Regions from separate parts of the Mus musculus genome. Here region 2 is linked to region 1. Evidence: chromatin contacts called from public HiChIP or PLAC-seq data. All regions are on one chromosome and are shown on one strand. Each heading gives the region's core, a stretch centred on a gene start, on an enhancer-like site or on the middle of the called end of the contact. The rest is flanking DNA. Distances are from core to core; before and after follow the strand shown.

What was found. HiChIP or PLAC-seq counts read pairs in DNA pulled down with a chosen protein or histone mark.
Region 2: a contact with region 1 is called in an H3K27ac HiChIP or PLAC-seq map of embryonic stem cells, with 6 times the contacts expected there. The contact joins two enhancer-like sites. A contact is called at or near these places in 2 of 15 datasets of contacts at CTCF or cohesin (the NIH/3T3 cell line and large pre-B cells), 5 of 484 Hi-C or Micro-C datasets (the AML12 cell line, the P5424 cell line, bone marrow-derived macrophages and 2 more) and 15 of 115 datasets of contacts at active chromatin or transcription factors (the 230-238 cell line, acute myeloid leukemia, astrocytes and 7 more).

Annotation. Positions count from the first base shown.
Region 1 is chr3:104,121,191-104,124,617 of GRCm38.p6, reverse strand. All of the region lies in intron 1 of Magi3 (membrane associated guanylate kinase, WW and PDZ domain containing 3), which reads left to right. Among named protein-coding and RNA genes, the nearest start is that of Magi3, 98 kb to the left of the region's middle. Within about 2 kb of position 1,612, at least 3 of the 459 cell types and tissues checked have an H3K27ac peak or open chromatin away from gene starts, as enhancers often do. A contact at or near this core is called in embryonic stem cells, where this site is marked.
Region 2 is chr3:104,432,777-104,436,203 of GRCm38.p6, reverse strand. No RefSeq gene overlaps it. Among named protein-coding and RNA genes, the nearest start is that of Gm38412, 25 kb to the right of the region's middle. Within about 2 kb of position 1,898, at least 46 of the 459 cell types and tissues checked have an H3K27ac peak or open chromatin away from gene starts, as enhancers often do. A contact at or near this core is called in embryonic stem cells, where this site is marked.

The DNA.
Region 1 (3,427 bases), core at 363-2,862:
GTGTGTAGGGGTGTGCAGCAGCAGAAATGAACACGTACACCACCCTGTAGCCTGTCTTTGGCTACTTTGTGGGTTCTTCTTTCTGCCCCCTTTCAAACCTTTAACATTAGATGGGAGGGGGAGGGGTAGACTACTTCCTGCTGATTGAGGTTCTTTGCTGTCAGGATATCTAATTTCTTCTTGTTGTTTCTTCTTTGTGTACAACTGCTTAACAAATCGTGACCAACAGCAACCAACCAACAGTCCACCCTGCCTCTTGGGGCCCTAGCATTTATATAGCCTCTGAAAAGTCCCCAGAATTCTGGATATCACACAGTCGCAGAAATTAACTGCCACTGGCAAAATTGTGCCCCTACACGTGGCGAATCATAGTCAGCTGCTGTGAATAATTTGAGGCAACCCCTTATCCCACATCTGGGAATAAAATCAAAAATATATTCCTATTTCTGTGTTTTTTTTTAAAGAAACCAAAATTCTCACTACACCATCCACCTTGTTTTTTTGAGACAGGATCTCACTTGCTTAGAATCTACCAGATTGACTAAACTGGTTCACAAGTCAGCCCACAGGATTTCCCTGTGTCCACCTCCACAGTCCTGGGATTGGTAGTGTGGACAGCCACACTCAGCTTTTTTGTGTAGGGGTAGATGATATCAGGTCTTCGTGCTTCAGGGCAAGCACTTTACTGATTGAGGTATCTTTCCACCCCTACTTTACTGAGGTCTTTAAAAAGTTTGGTTTTATTGTTTTTAGAAACTGTCTCCCTAGGAAATATACAAGCTGAGTAAGTTTTTATTGTCTTAACACTTAGAGATAAGCATACTTTGAATATATTTTACATGTCTTTATGAGAATAAGAAACCTAATTCATAAACAGTGCTGTATACTAATTAGGCTTCTTATGCTTGGCTCAGCAACATGTTTTACAGCATTGTGCACAGGTAATTGAAGATAAGTTTCATTGTTTAATCAGTTTTCTGTAGCTGTACATCTAAATTCCTTATAAATAATGCTACGATAAACGTGATATATATATTTTATATATATATACATATTACATTTGCGTGAATATTAACTTGGAAGAACTTTTTCAGTGGGGGGGGTTATAAGTAAATATGCTGTCGTTACAAATACTACCATGTCTTTCAGAATGATGTACCAACTTGTACCTCCATTAGCTGTGTGTGAAAGTACTTTCCCTCATATCTAAATGCTAGATTTTTGTCAGTTTATCCCTTGTGACCTAGAGACCTTTGATTTTTCAGCTTGTTTCATATATTTTCTCTGAGCATATTACTCTACCTATTGGTTTGATATTTGCACATGGTGCCTATTAACCAATATTTCAAAACAACATTTCTCATGCTATCACCTGATATCTTACTATTTCCCAAACTTCTCCCTTCTCCTTAAATGAAACTTAAAATTTTCATAATTACTACTCTGGAGTGATGTGTGCGTGCACGCGCGTGCGTGCGTGCGTGCGTGCGTGTGTGTGTGTGTGTGTGTGTGTGTGTGCGCGCACGCGCATGTGTGTGTGTGTGTGTTGGGGATGCAAGCATTCTCCCCTGAATTGTCTCAAAAGATATATTACGAGCAGCAGCGGTCGCCATCTTGGTTCCGGGACTCAGCAGAACTTAGGAAATTAGTCTGAACACGTTAGAGGGTGCGCCAGAGAACCGGACAGCTGCTGGGACGGGCGGAAGCACAGAGCCGCTGAGGCAGTACCCTTGGCGGGCCGCAGACAGCCGGCCACCGTCCAGACCAGAGGACAGGTGTCCGCCTGGCTCGGGAGGCGGCCTCAGCCTCAGCAGCAGCGGTCACCATCTTGGTTCCAGGACTCCCTGGAACTTAGGATTTTAGTCTGCACAGGTGAGAGTCTGCACCACAGAACCTGACAGCTTCTGGGAACTGCCAAAGCAACACAGCTTCTGAGAGAGGCCCTGTTTTGGGCCTTCTTCTTCGACCAGGAGGAGGTCCAAAAACAAGATATCTGCGCACCTTCCCTGTAAGAGAGCTTGCCAGCAGAGAGTGCTCTGAGCACTGAAACTCAGAGGAGAGAATCTGTCTCCCAGGTCTGCTGAGAGACGGTAACAGAATCACCAGAAGAACAATCTCTAAACAGAGTCAACTATAACTACTAACTCCAGAGATTACCAGATGGCGAAAGGTAAACGTAGGAATCCTACTAACAGGAACCAAGACCACTCACCATCATCAGAACCCAGCACTCCCACTTCGCCCAGTCCAGGGCACCCCAACACACCCGAAAACCTAGACCTAGATTTAAAAGCATATCTCATGATGATGGTAGAGGACATCAAGAAGGACTTTAATAAATCACTTACAGAAATACAGGAGAACACTGCTAAAGAGTTACAAGTCCTTAAAGAAAAACAGGAAAACACAATCAAACAGGTAGAAGTCCTTACAGAAAAAGAGGAAAAAACATACAAACAGGTGATGGAAATGAACAAAACCATACTAGACCTAAAAAGGGAAGTAGAAACAATAAAGAAAACTCAAAGTGAGGCAACACTGGAGATAGAAACCCTAGGAAAGAAATCTGGAACCATAGATTTGAGCATCAGCAACAGAATACAAGAGATGGAAGAGAGAATCTCAGGTGCAGAAGATTCCATAGAGAACATCGGCACAACAATCAAAGAAAATGGAAAATGCAAAAAGATCCTAACTCAAAATATCCAGGAAATCCAGGACACAATGAGAAGACCAAACCTACGGATAATAGGAGTGGATGAGAATGAAGATTTTCAACTCAAAGGACCAGCAAACATCTTCAACAAAATTATTGAAGAAAACTTCCCAAATATAAAGAAACAGATACCTATGAACATACAAGAAGCCTACAGAACTCCAAATAGACTGGACCAGAAAAGAAATTCCTCCCGACACATAATAATCAGAACAACAAATGCACTAAGTAAAGATAGAATACTAAAAGCAGTAAGGGAAAAAGGTCAAGTAACATACAAAGGCAAGCCTATCAGAATTACACCAGATTTTTCACCAGAGACTATGAAAGCCAGAAGAGCCTGGACAGATGTTATACAGACACTAAGAGAACATAAATTCCAGCCCAGGCTACTATACCCAGCCAAACTCTCAATTACCATAGATGGAGAAACCAAAGTATTCCATGACAAAACCAAATTCACACATTATCTTTCCACGAATCCAGCCCTTCAAAGGATAATAACAGAAAAAAAACAATACAAGGACGGAAATCATGCCCTAGAAAAAGCAAGAAAGTAATCCCTCAACAAACCAAAAAGAAGACAGCCACAAGAACAGAATGCCAACTGTAACAACAAAAATTAAAAAAAGCAACAATTACTTTTCCTTAATATCTCTTAATATCAATGAACTCAATTCCCCAATAAAAAGACAGTCTAACAGACTGGCT
Region 2 (3,427 bases), core at 649-3,148, 310 kb before region 1:
CTGCGTTGTAATTGCTCTTGGGACTGTACCTCAGAGAAGAGCTGCTGAGTCACTTGGTATGGCTGGAACTCTTGAGTGTAAACAACAGGAACTGCCTCTCAATAAAGAGGACTTTTACTGGCAGTATCATGAAGGCTTCCAGAATCCCATAAAGAGAGGCAAAAGGATGGGCCTAGAAAATAGACAAAAGCGCCATAATGGTCAGTGGCCAGGCAGTGGAGTGGGTGGAGATGAGCCCTTCACGGGCCATCATCAGCACCCTAACAGCAGGCAGGTTAGCAAGGATAGAGTGTAATGAGTTGGGTCATAGTTTGATGGGATGTGGGAGACACCAGACTGAAGACCCAAAGACCAAGGGCAGGGTCTAATGGGGATTGGTCATACCTGAGTTCCCCTCGTGGGTCCTGGATGTCTAGATTCTTTCTGGCCTCTCTGCGCAGCCTTCTGTTCTCCCATATTTTTTGAGATGTTTTGGGACCTTAGGACTTTAAACTAAGGAAGGTATGTCAGTTTTTGACCTCTGTATTCAATTTTTAATCAACATATTGCATGTCCTCATGAGCTACAACGTGGCTGCGATTTTTCAGTGTCTGTGCACAATGTGTTATGATTGGATCAGGATGACTGGCGTATCCATCACCTCAGACAGTTCTCATTTCTCAGTATGGGAACGTGTGAAATCCTCCCACCAGCTACTTGCCCGCCACCGTTAAACCCTGGATGCTATAGGGCCTTAGCAGCGATTCCTCCCATCCGGCTGCAACCCTCTGCTCACTAACCACTCTCTCTACATCTCTGCTCAGGTTCTGGACCATTGTATCTCTCTGCATTCAGCCAGGATATGATTCAGTACACAGTGTCTTTCTTGACACTTGCTTGATTTACGTCACTTACGTCCAATTCCACCCATGTTGGGCGAATGACACAGTTGTGTTCCTGTTTATGCACAAATAATATTCTATTGTGTGTTTACTTTTTTTTTTTTTTTTTTTTTTTTTTTAAGAACAGTGTTTCTCTGTGTAGCCCTGGCTGTCCTGGAACTTTCACAGAGATCTGATGCCTCTGTCTTCCAAGTATGGGGATTAAAGGTATGTGCCACCACACTTTATGTTCGTATCCATTTGTCTGTTACTGGGCACCTAGGCTGATCCTACCTTCGCTGCTGTGAATTGCGGCCATTTAACTCTGAGCCACAGACTCTTGGTTGGGCTGATTTCAGTTTATCTTAATATACACTCAGCTTTCTGGGTCACATTGCAGTTGTGTTCCTTGTTTTGTAAGGCAGATGCACGCTGTTTCTCTGGTGGCCATGCTCCCAACTGCTGTGCTCAAGGCTCTCTTTGCTCAACATTTCCACCGGCATTTGTTACCTTCGTCTTTTTAATAATTGACATCTTATCAGGGCTGACTTGATGTCCCATTGTGTGTGTGTGTGTGTGTGTGTATGTGTGAGAAAGAGAGAGAGAGAGAGAGAGAGAGAGAGAGAGAGAGAGAGAGAGAGAGAGAGAGAGAGAGAGAGAGAGAGACATGAGCACAGGAACCTGCAGAGGTCAGAGGGTGTCAGGTCCCCGAGGGCTAGCATTAAGGGCAGCCGTGAAGCAATATAGGTGCTGGGAACTGAACCTCTCTCTGCAAGAGCAGCACTGCTCGTATCTGCTGAGTCATCTCCCCTCCGTTTTGTGCCCCCTGGTGATGGATGACAACCCTGTGATTGTTGACTATCTGTGTATCTTCTTTGGAGAAATCTAGTTAGGGCTTGGGCTCCTTTTAACCAATTTATGATTTTTGTGTGGGTTTGTTTTCTACTGAGTTGTTTGAATTCCTTACAGAGAGTGTTAGAGAACGCCTGCCCCGCCCCTCTGTTACGTTTGTGGGAGGGGTCGGTTTTCTCTTTCTTCTCAGTTTCTGCCCGGAGGCAGGGGCAGGGTCACAGCCACTTTGCTCAAATCCCAAAGTGTTCCCTGTGTCCCGCTGCTCTACTGATTTCATAGTGTCTGATTTATTTATTTTACTCTTAAGTCTTTAATCCATTTTGATTTTTTTTTTTTTTTTACATAGTGATGGATGGGAACCTAGTTTCATCTGCCTATGCATATGCAGTTCACCCAGGACTATTGTTAAAAAGAACTTTCATTTTCCATGTGTTACATGGGCAAACACACGGGTTCTAGTTCTCTATCTCACTGGACAGTATCGCCTGCCTTGCTGTGTGGTCACTCTAGCTTTGTAGCATGTTGTGAAGTCAGGAGTTACAATGCCCTCAGCTTTGCTCTTTCTAGATAAGATTACTTTGGAACTTTGGGGTTGGGAATTCCATATAAATCCCCCACCCTCCCCCCAACCCCCTCTCGCTCTCCCCACACCCCAGTACTGGAGACTGAATCGATAGCCTCATTATGCTAGGCAGGTGCAGGTGCTGGACTACTGAGCCACATCCCAGCCCCCCACCCCCCTTCTGTTTGGAACACCACCGGTATTCAGATGGACGTAATGTGGAATCTGTAGATCACGTTCAGAAGTGTGGACAGTTTCACTGGATGAACTCTTCCAGTCAGCAAACATAAGAAACCTTTTGTTTTTCATTTTCTTTCATAGAGTCTCTTGACTTTGTTTTTTTTTTTTTTTTTTTTCTCTTTGGACTATAAAATTCTTTTCCCTCAAATCAATATTTTTTTTTAAAGTGACTTTTCTAAGTGGGCCAGTGACTGACTAGTGTGTTTAACTCCTGTTACACTGACAGGATTAAAAGCAAGCCCAGTTCTCCCATTCATGCCTCAGAGTAGTAACAAAGGGTGTATTCCTTGGGAATATAGAAATGGTTATTTTGCTGTTTTAGTATGCAGAGTTGAATTCATATATCTAACACACACACACACACACACACACACACTATACACACATAAACCCCTCCGAGAGAGAGAGAGAGAGAGAGAGAGAGAGAGAGAGAGAGAGAGAGAGAGAGAGTTTTTAAGCTAGGAAAAAAAGAGTTTGCCTCTCATGACTCGTGCCCTTTACCTACATTCTGACCTTCCGCCTCACCTAATATTACCCCATTTTCTAAGTTCTAGGCTATACCCATACTTAATACCTGTTCACATATATTCATGTATATATTCTAGGCTATAGCTCCTATATGAGGAAGAATTTTCTTTTCTTTCTTTTGTGGTCTTCTGGAGTTTAAGATTATGTTCCCTTAATGTTACACTTTTGAGATCCATTCATCTCCTGCAAGTTTCATGCTCTTTACAGCAGAATAATACCCTATTTTGTACATGAAGCACATTTTCATTACCCGTTCTCCTGCTGCTGGACATGCAGGCTGGTTGCGTAAGCACATGAACGTGCAGGCATCTCTGAGGTAGGACATGGAGTTCTTTGGGCCAAGGCCTAGGAATGGTATAGGCAGGTTATATGGTAATTCTATTTT